Linked DNA regions of Mus musculus: region 1 is linked to region 2. A link is a contact called in public HiChIP or PLAC-seq data. All regions are on one chromosome and are shown on one strand. Each heading gives the region's core, a stretch centred on a gene start, on an enhancer-like site or on the middle of the called end of the contact. The rest is flanking DNA. Distances are from core to core; before and after follow the strand shown. Region 1 holds the start of 4930461G14Rik (RIKEN cDNA 4930461G14 gene). Region 2 holds the start of Stra6 (stimulated by retinoic acid gene 6).

Evidence for each region. HiChIP or PLAC-seq counts read pairs in DNA pulled down with a chosen protein or histone mark.
Region 1: a contact with region 2 is called in a FOXA1 HiChIP or PLAC-seq map of pancreatic cancer cells. The contact joins the promoter of 4930461G14Rik here to the promoter of Stra6 in region 2. A contact is called at or near these places in 3 of 115 datasets of contacts at active chromatin or transcription factors (embryonic stem cells and pancreatic cancer cells) and 1 of 9 other capture datasets (adipose tissue).

Annotation. Positions count from the first base shown.
Region 1 is chr9:58,453,167-58,458,205 of GRCm38.p6, reverse strand. It overlaps 4930461G14Rik (RIKEN cDNA 4930461G14 gene), which reads right to left and starts at 3,033. Exons shown (of 3, transcript NR_040736.1): 1 at 2,850-3,033. It overlaps Gm32820 (a long non-coding RNA gene), which reads left to right. Exons shown (of 3, transcript XR_379493.4): 3 at 1-989.
Region 2 is chr9:58,130,980-58,136,297 of GRCm38.p6, reverse strand. It overlaps Stra6 (stimulated by retinoic acid gene 6), which reads right to left and starts at 2,223. Exons shown (of 19, transcript NM_001162476.1): 1 at 1,850-2,223; 2 at 1,096-1,224. The coding sequence starts at 1,208.

The sequences.
Region 1 (5,039 bases), core at 1,784-4,283, 320 kb before region 2:
AGAGACCGGTGTCAGTTTCTTAGCCTTCATCTTCATCATTACATCCTCTTGGTGAGATAAAGGGAAAAAGAAAGGGAACCTTGTCTCTCTTCTGAGCTCTCAAAGCAAACTTGCTCCGGGTCCTGTGTTCTGTTAACCACAAGAAGAGCTCATGGCACATACTCTTCCTTTGAGCTGCCCCACTGGGGATCCTGAACCTCAAGCCTCAGGGCCAGGACACTAGGGCTCTATTTTCCACAACCTAGAAGGCTCAGACTCTTTCTTTAACCCTGAGGAGAACTGAATGTTAGCTCCCAGATTTGTGTGATGGGCGAGGGTGGAGCCAACTAAGACCCGCCCCCTCCAGGGCTGGTGAGAGTGTTCATTATTTCCCTGCCATGCCAGCCAGGCCTTGGGGTGAAGCCAGCCCCAGCTTTTGATGGGAGACAGATTTAATTACCTTCTCAGGCAGAGGGCGAGGATAATGAGAAGCAGATAAAAAGCTTGGCAAGGCAGGGCCCTTGAGCACTCGGCCTGCCTACCCCTACATACAGCCTCTGGGGGTTCAGGGAGAGCAAGAGTGTGGCTTCCCAGGCAGCTGTGGCCCTTGTGTAATGCCACCACCATGCCCGAGACTGAGTCAGCACTCTGTCTGGGTTACACAGAGCACTCCCACCCCAGTGCGGAGGAATGCTCGGTCTTCTGCAGCAGTGTGGAGTTAGTCCTAGGACAGATGGGAAACAAGACACAAGCAGACACCAGGGCTTCTGGCTTGTACGAGGCCTGAAAGTTCTGATGGAATGGGACATTAAGAAGAAAGATTGTGGAGAAAGGAGATCTGTGTGGGGGTGTGGCAAGGCTTGTCATACTCAGGATTGGGGCATCTTTGCCTTTCCCAGGCAGCCTGCCTGACCTGGTGTTTTCTTTCAAGTGCTTATAGGATTGTCCCAGAGCTTCCTTCTGAGTCTGTTCCAAAATTCTTTTATAATTGAAACTAGGAATCCTGAGAGGGGACCCCATTTTCTTGGTAACATATGGTAACCTAGCTGAGGCTCCATGAAGTTGTCAGTAACGGTATGGCTAGACTTGGGAACTTTACAGAGTGGCTAAGGCACTGGAGTGTTCTTGGATTCTTGTTGGTGAGGATAAGGAGGGAGAGCGGAGGTGGTGGGAGAACAGAATGGGGTGCCTGCTTGAAGATGACAAAAGGACTAGGCAAGAGGAAGAGGTTGGGCAGACAAGTGAAGAACATTCTTGTGGGGTCCATTCTGGATTCTGGGTTCTTCCCTGAGGGTGACACAGGGTGCTACACAAACTAGGCGGGTATCTTTCTGCTCCCTGCCTTTCCTGCCTTTCCCTTAGAAATGCCATCATGCTGGGCTCCACAGCAGATCCCTAGGGGGATAAACAAACCTGAGTGCCCAGAGAAGGATTGATAGAGAAGGGCCAGAGATGAGGGTGGGTCTTCTGCTCAGACCTGGTTCTCATGCTGATGACCGGAGCCTGAGCTGGGAGGACCTGAAGGGGAAATTGTCAAACTATCCCTTCATTCCACTGGACTCCTTTCCAAAGGGGCAGCCGGAAGGGCAATCAGGAGGTGTGGAACTTAATACTGTAGCCCATACTCCAGATAGGAAATTTATTTTCTTAATCCTGGGTAAGCTAACACTATCCTCCACATCATAGTTTCCTGATCAGTAAAGTGAGGCTTGAAACCACATCTCAGGATTGTGGCATGAATTTTAAAAAGAGAGCCACACCGAGGATAATGTATGTAAAATTCCTAACATGATGCCTGGCAAGGGGCAGCTCCCAACCACTAGCTGTAATGATGGTTACTATTACTAATCCCGTTGGGCAGTGCTTCTCCACCTTTGAAAACTCTAGGTTCCTTTGTGAGAGGCACACAGGTCTCAAACCCCTGCCTTCTTCCACACAGGATTTAAAAAGAAATAAAGGCTGGAGGGGTGGGGAGACATTTCAAGAACTTACAAGAGAGCTTCCCAAATACAGGGATGGCTCCGGGTGGGCTGGGATGGGGAAGGTGTTCTGGGCTGCATTTCTGAGTGTGGTCCCGAGGCTCGGAGCAACCACTTGGGTAGGACTCCCCTCTTTCCCAGGCTACCCGCAGTGTGTGTTGGATCCCCGCCCAGCCTCGCAGCTCAGGCCGCAGTGACTTTGAGCCAAGAACAGAGGAAGCTCTTTCGAATACAAATACCTTTGGACCCTCAGATCCCAGCCGGCGCGCCATTCTCATGCTAATGAATGGGGCTCCAGTTCAGGTGGTTTTGAAGGGGAAATTGCCAACACAGTTACCCAGCCCAGCCTGCTGCGTTTCTCCTCTGCCAGGACTAAGACCTCGGGGATCATTTTTAGCACGGCCTCCAGTACCAGCACCAGCTCTACCCCAGTGACTCTATAGTTCTGCAAGTCTCATGACTGGCTGGGCTCCATTATTTGGGGTTTATGAACTGAACAGATCCTTCTAAATCAATGTAATAATTCACGTGACAGTGATAGCTGCCATTCACACACCTACTCTCCAGTCAGGGTGTTTGGGAGTGTGCTCAGAGCACTGGGTCCGTCATTGTTCCGTCTGCAGCAGTGAGGCCCAGAAAGTAAGGCAAAGTGCTCCAGACCTTGCCACTGTGGTGCCAGGCTCCAAAGTCAGATGTTGTATAGGGCTACACCTGTAGGACATAGGCCTTGATCATAGGTCACATCACCCTATGATCATCAGTTTGGGGTTTCTGGGCCTGTAAATATTCCCCCACTGAAGCCCCATTTCATTTTTCTGTTGTCTTATCATTGCCCTCTCCCCTTTTATCCAGACCTGGACAATACCTGTTTTAACTCAATGAACTACTCACCCTTCAAGGCCTAAGTCACTTGTACCAGCTCTGCTACATAAAGCTGTCCAAGCAAGCTCTCTTCATTCTGTCTCCACTGTTCAGATCTTTAGGATAGTCCTCAGGTGTGGTCCTGTCCCCTTCTGGGCTGGGAAGTACTTGAGGGAGAGTACCTGCCTAGTTCATCTCCACAATGCCAATGCCTGGCACTGAAGAGGTCAACTCAGGAACTTTGGAAAATTCCATCTCCTCTCCTGGAAGAGAAAGGTCATAGAGGACTTAGGCACCACCCCCTCCGGAAGGGAGGGGCTAATTACATTCCTCAGACAAGGTGGGGGGAGGGAGGAACCAACCATCAGCCACTTGCGGGTATGGGAAGTCCTGAGCACATAGACACATTCTGTGACCATTGGCCACCTATAGACAAGGGAAGTCCTTGCCACCTCATTCCCTAAAGACCAATCAGTTTAAAAGTCGCACTGTTCTGCCAATCACAATGTGCGCAATGGCTGCGGCTCTGAAAACTGTATAAAAACTTACCGAATGGGCTGTGCAGAGTCCTTGTTCTCTCTTCTTCTTGTGCAGGGTGACCCCAGCATGCTGGAACAATAAAATTCCTCTTGTTTTTGCAACGATTCCCGGCTCAGCGTTGTTCACTGTGTGTGTGTTGGGGGCAAAGGTGTGTGTGGGGGGGAAATCTCTCACCAGAGTCTTACATTATTGGGCCTGGTAATCAGCTTCGAGAATGTTTCCAGGATGAGCCATTGACTAAAAGGGATGGTTCCAGTGGAGAAGGCTCTGGGCACTGAAGGGGGCACTGAAGCAAAAGTGTCATGAGCTCTTGGCATCATGAAGCTCCACACCTTGGCTTCACTCTCCCATCTGTGCTGGCAGTGTCTCCTCCAGAGCGTCCTAAGACAGGTCACTTTGTACCTCAGGGCCTTGACTAAGGCCAAGGAAAACTTGACTCAAAAGTGACTTCAGCCTAGATAGGCAGGGTACCAGCATTGCATTTGACACCCGTCTCCTACCAAGGTATGGGGAATGTGGCTGGTGGGTCACTGCCTCCTGCCTTTGGGGGGCTGCGTGGTTTTGGAGAGAGCATGTATACTTCTATTCAAGAGCAGCCAGACCTCTAGGTAATCAGGCTCTAAGCCACATCCCAGCTCAGATCAAAGGCAGCCAGACTATCGTCAGTTCACATGAGTCACACATTAGCCAAGCATCATGGGAGAGTGATCTTCCCCGTGAAGCCTCAGTCACAAATGCCCTGCTCCCCCACCTCTGCTACGAAGCCCAGACATATTAACTAAGCCTGCTTCCTTGAGATGCAAGACCTTCCACCCCCAGACACCTTCAAAAGGAGACATGTTCCTTGGCTGATGAGATGGAAACTCTCTCAGACTCTGTCCCCCAGTGGCATCTGCAGCACTGATAAGGCTCTACCCTACAGGACAGTGTGACTCAGCCTCTCCTCCTCCCTCTCTTCTCTTTCTGCCTAAAATCTAATACTCCTCAGATGACTTCTGAATGGACTTCCCCCTCCACCTTGGCAATGGCTAGGTTGCACACTCTCTCAACTCCTTCTTGAATTTTCCACCCCATCCTGGACTTAGTAGAGACTAGAGAAGAGCCTTGTAGAGACAGTGAGCTAAGCAAGCTCCAGGCTGGGGTACTCCTCTTTTGTTCAGCTCTGACCTGACTCCTGTCCTATAAAAGCCCACCCTGGCTCTGGAGCGGTTATGTGTAGGGTTCTGGGAGGTGGGGGGAGAGGGATACTTATTCAGGAAGTCATGTCCTGGAATTTATCTCCATAGCCTAAGAGGAGGAAGCACTACCCGGCTGGTGGTGCTGGGGTAGGCTGAGGGAAGGAAGTCATTGGGGTTTGATGGGAAGCTCATTTTGCCGTAATTGTATTGTGCACATTAAACCAGAAATTGTGAGAGTGAAGGCAGAGCAGGAAAGGTGCTGAAGGAGTTTCCAGGGGAGGAGCAGGGGCTGAGGAGGCATCCCAGACTCATATGGGACAAGGGGTGGGGCTTTAAGGTCCTCTGGGCCAGGCAGGGACAGCACCACCCTACTCTTTTATATTTACATTTTTATTTTCACACATATATGTATATGTGGCATGCATGCCTGTTTGGTGTGTGTGTGCGCGCATTTATGTGTTCAGGTAAAGGTGTGTTGAAGCTAGGGGTTGACATTGGGGGT
Region 2 (5,318 bases), core at 974-3,473:
GCCCAGCCTGGTCCCTGATACTCACAAGGACACAGTTTCTGATTGGGTCCTTACCCCAAGTTAAGAGTTTGGTTTCCTTGGAGAGCCTAAGCCCCTCCTCTAGTCCACCACTGCATAGCTGAGCTGGGGAGGCTGGGAGAAGGGGAGTCACAGCCTAGCTGACCGCAGGCTTCTTCTGCAGGTGGCCAGAACCCTAAGTCCAGAACAACAGCTCTTTCCCTAGGGCCTGGGTGGGGCCTCAGTCCCTGCTGGGTGACCCCAACCAAGCCAGGCTGAAGTCCTAGCCTCTGGGGAAACACTTGAGCATTTTTTCCTTCTCCAGTTTCAAGTTTTAATGGTGAACAGATGTGCACACATCTGGCTTAGTACCACCCGTCCACCCCATCTCACCCCACCCCTACCTCTCTGCTCTGCCTCACCTTTCAGGGGAGAGCCAAACTCCGGGTGCCTCAGAGGCAAGACAGTCTTAGAGGAGAGCAATACTATGCCATAGAAAACCCCAACTCCTCTGCAAGGTACCCAGACTAAACATAGATAGGAAGGGTCTAGGCCAGGAATTCTTGGGACAGCCATGGGGTGAGGGTAAACTGACCTACCTGCACACCCTCCTTGGACTAGCCTATACACTTGCTTCAAGAACAAGGTCTCCTCTCCCTCCATACCTCCTAAAACTCCCTCCACTCAGAGTGGTCCAGAGATAATGGTGCGCCAACGCTTTCCTCGGCAGCTCCACAGGGTTTTCTCCTACAGTTCCTGACTCTCCCATGCCTGTAAAGCCCCAGGGACAAACCCTACACCGAGCACCACAGAGGTCTGTGACACCCCCCTCCCCCCACACACACAGTGCTCCCCATCCTGGCTGGCTATGGACCACATGGCCTCAAGCCCTTCTTAATAATAGTTCAAGAACTGTTGTCCCCAGGTTTTATAGAAAGTCTGAGGCCCAGAGAGGCTGTGAGTCGCTGAGAGGTCACACAGCAGATAAATGGCAAAGCCAATCTTAGACACTCGCCCAGGGTCTCGCTGCCTCCATCTTGGCAACCTCTCTACCATAAACCGGCTCTGACGGCTGCCTGAGCCAATTGCCACACTTACCCCTCTGGCTGCACCTCCTCAGCTCCTAGAGGTTCCTCGATGTACCAGCTGCTGTAGTCATCTGTCACCCCGGAGGAGGTCTGGCTTCCATTCTCAGATGCCTGGGACTCCATGCTCCAGCTCTTCTTCCTTGACCCCAGACAAGAGGGGGGAGGGGCATACAAATGTGAAAAGAGGCTTAAAAGGAAAAAAAAAAAAAAGAAGAAGAAGAAACAAAGGAACATTTCTTGTTAATCCTAAAGGTTACTTTCTTGCTTTTAGCTCTCTGGGAAAAGTCGTCTGGGACTGCAGGTCAGGAGAGAGCTGGAGGAGGGATTGGGGGGGGGGATTGCGTGGGGGCAGACAGGAGTCTTCTCTTGAACTTCCCTACCCAATCGTGTGGTCTGACAGAGTGTTCTGCACCCCTGGGGGTTCAGGCTCTTGCTGGGAGCGCCTAGTGGACCAAATGACCTGTTACCAGCTGGTCCACTTTCAAAGATCTCTCTTGTGCAAACTGCCCGCAGAGACCCCTTCCTTCCCCGCCCCAAGCCCACCCAGATGGACCCACAGACAGAGTAGAAAGGGGGACCAAGGAGGAAGGAGCCGCAGAGATGAAAGGGTGGGCGGGCGGGCTGTGGCTGGCTCCACTTGGTCTGTCCTGCAGCTGGTCTCTCCACCCCTCCTGCTCTGGGGTCCAGCCCAAGCCCTCCCCTCTTCACCAAGGCTCCCTTGAGACCATCCCCCAGTCTCATTTGCCTTTAGTCAGCCCCTTTACCTCTTCAGCCTCACTGCTGGGAACACACCATAATTCTTGATGAGACCCCGAAGATGGATGGCTGCTGACCGTGCACATGCCTACCTCCTAGCACCTGCCCCAAGCTCTCCTGCCTAAGCATAGCCCCTCTTCAGAACCCAGCATCGTGGCATCTTAGGGCAACACCCTACTGGGGCTGGCTACAGAGACAGGGAGGGAACCTATCCACATGGTCTCCTGAGTATATATGAGGGAGAGCACACGTGTTACACTAGTAAAACCTTTTTGTTCTTACGACTTGATTTCACAAGAAGATAACTCACCCCCACAGGCGGAAATGAGTCCTTCAAACTCAAACCAGACCTGGGAGAAGATGAACTTCGCCTGCCTGCCGCTGTTCTTGTTCCAGCCCCGGTGAAGGGGTGAGGGTTTTCCTATCCTCCCAGAGGAGCTGGACCCCTGGCTGCCCCCTCCCTTCCCTGGCCCAGCCTGTGGGGAGGAGCAAGAGGCAGACAAAGCAGAGAGCTGTTCTCAGCTCAGACCTGACATTCTGAGGCTCTCAATCCTTCAGTACTCCGCAGGGGATTTGGGCCACGGTCTTGTACAGATAAGCTTTAAAAGCATTTTTATTGCATTTATTTATTTTGTGGGTGGGTAGTTGGGGAGGGGGGATCAACACATGCCATGGCAGAAGACAGCTTATAGCAATTGACCCCCTCTCTCCATCATGTGGGTTCTGGGGAGGACAGAATACTGGTCACTGGTCCCCGGTGGCAAACACCTTTACCCACAGAGCCATCTGACAGCCCCCTCTTCCTTATAAAAACACACTCATTCATTTATTCTTTCAACAGAAGCTTACTGACCACCTACTATGTTCTAGGACTGCTCTGGATGCTGAGACTAGAGAAAGCACAGTTCAGAGGTCTAGCCTACCAACATATATAGCCTCCAGAGCCTGGGATTTGCAGGGGGAAGATTGTCCTGACCAGTCCCATTGGGAACTGTGTTTGCAAAAGAGCAGTGGGAGGAAGGAGAATTCCTGAGGAAAGTCACCTTTGGGTGGAGCTCCAAAGGACACCAGCTGGTCCCCAGGCCCAGATAGCAGAGAGGAGCTTGCTTGTTCACTGTAGAAGGAAGCTCCGGGGTGAACGTTCAGAGTGGACAGAACCTCAGTCTCACAGGCCCCTGCAGCTGGCAGCCAGGCCCATGAGGCCAGGTGGGGCCTGAGTCCTGTGAACCCTTGCTGCCTCCTTCCCAAACATCCTATCTTCCAGGAAGAAGGCTCTGCCTTTCTCCCCATCCCACAGAGGAATTGTGAAGATGGAGCTTTCTCGGATACAACTCAGAAACCTACGCTGAACTGTCTGATATCAGGGGTCAGGCAAATCCTGCCCCTCAGGCTCTCTGGGGACAGGGATCTACCTTCCCTGCTCTCTTTCTTTCCCTTAGGACAGTGCCTGGCTCCGAGATCACAGAGATTTTAGATCCAGTCTGGCAAAACCACTTCTTGTTTTAGTGCTTCTTCTTCACTCATGGTCCTATGTCATAAGGCTGCTACGTGCCAGGCTTGCTGGAGCTCTCTGCTCCAATGCCAGAGCCTAGCATACCCTTCACCTCTCAAGGGTCACAGACACTCAGCATAGAGAGCAATCAATCCATATCTCAGCCCTGCCTCTCATGATACTGTTAACAAAGAGCTCAGTCCTAGACTATGGCCATTGCCTGAACAAGACAATCGTTAGATACCTCTACCTGTCAACTTTGTTCTGCCTTAGAGGGATTCCCTGCCACCTCCCAAGCCTTGTTCATTCATTCATTCATTCCAAATATCTTATGTGATAGTTGTGTCTTACCTACTGATGTCACCTACTGATGTCCTTGAGATTTAACATGTAGGGAGGTAGAAAGAGACAGTTCACCACGAACCATCAGAGCTGAAGAGAAAATACAGTGAGGGGAGGAAAGGAGAGATGGGCAATGCAGAGCCAGCTATATGCAGCCTAATCCTGAAGGGAGGGAGGAAGGGACCCTATCAGGCTACCAGAAGGAACCTCTGTCCACTCAAAGGTGAACCCATGTAGATAGCCCCTTACCAAGGCCAGGTATGGTCACTACCCCACCTTCCTGCACCAAATCTGCTCCCATAAAGCCCAAGATCCCAAAATACCACCTCCCTTTTCCCTAGGGAGATGTAGCAGCCACCTTGGTGGCAGCTCTACCTCCCTGGCAGGAATAAGGAAAGTATACACTTTGTCTTTCTCTGTTCCCATGGACCCAGAAGCAGCAATGGAGCCAGCACCTGGGGCAGAGCAAGGGAAGCAGGGCAGGTTCCCACACGGCAGAGGGTAGGGAACTTTAGGGAGAGGCAGACTACCTGTGGTCGAGTGTTGGTTCTGCCCCTGCAGCCCTGAGTGACTCCTTACTCTGGTTGGGTCGTAGCCCCACCTCTGTGGCAACCAGCCTACAGAGTCTTCTATTGTGGCTTTTCCCCCAAGACAGTCTTCAGTGACTTCACAGCCCGAGAATGTGGAGGCGCCACACCAGACATTGTTGTAGCAAGCATATCAAAGTGTATCAAAGCCACAGAAGCCAGGCTGTGGCTATTCAGCACCCTGCTCCTCCCCCACGCCTTCTATCTACCATCCACTCTGGTGGGAGCAGGGGGAAGATCCACAGGTAATGAGTAACCGTGTCTCATCTGAAGACAAACCCACTTCTTAAGCCCAAGGTTCTTCACCCTGAAATATGAACAGCATGGGCTTTCCACCTGCACACCAGGGGACTAGCTCGGAGAATGATAATAAATTGCCTAGCCACATGGGCAAGCTGGTAAGGGGAAAGGTAAGAGATGCTCTTGAAGGATTTCTGCAAAGTCCTGGGCAAGAGGACCCAGCCTGCTCCTGGGAGCTGGCTCCACAGTAGCCCATGTGAGTTCTGCTCTCAGGATGGTGTGCTAGAGAGAAGAGGTAATTCGAAGAAAGAACTATAGAGACCAGGGCAAAGTGGAGGACAAAGGAGGGAAAACAATCTTGGAGCCTTCCTGGCAGAGGCGATATGGAACACGACCCTGAGACCAGAGAGGTCAAACTAGACATAGTCACAAGAACGAAGTGTCTTGGGAAGCTGAGAGACGGAGGCAAAAAGTACAGAGCAAGGGGTGGCAGGGCTGCCCTGCCCTCCCACTACAGCCTGTGTGAGCTCCAGTGACTAAGTACCAAGACCTCATCCAGCTAAGGCCCTTGGCCATCTGGGCTTGGTAGAGAGAAACCTCGGAATGGAGCTGGTCCCTAAAAGCTTTGGGATAAGGCTTCCTTCCTCTTGATGTTTTTGTTCAAGTTGATTAAACCTGAGGAATGTTTGTGTCCAGGAATAGAGGCCCACGTGGGTGCCTGTGGTTATCAAAATCTTCAAAGGGCAAAGTGCTAAGCTCAGAAGGAGCCAACTACAACCTGCAAGGAATGTGGGCAGCAGCACCCCCAAACCCTCA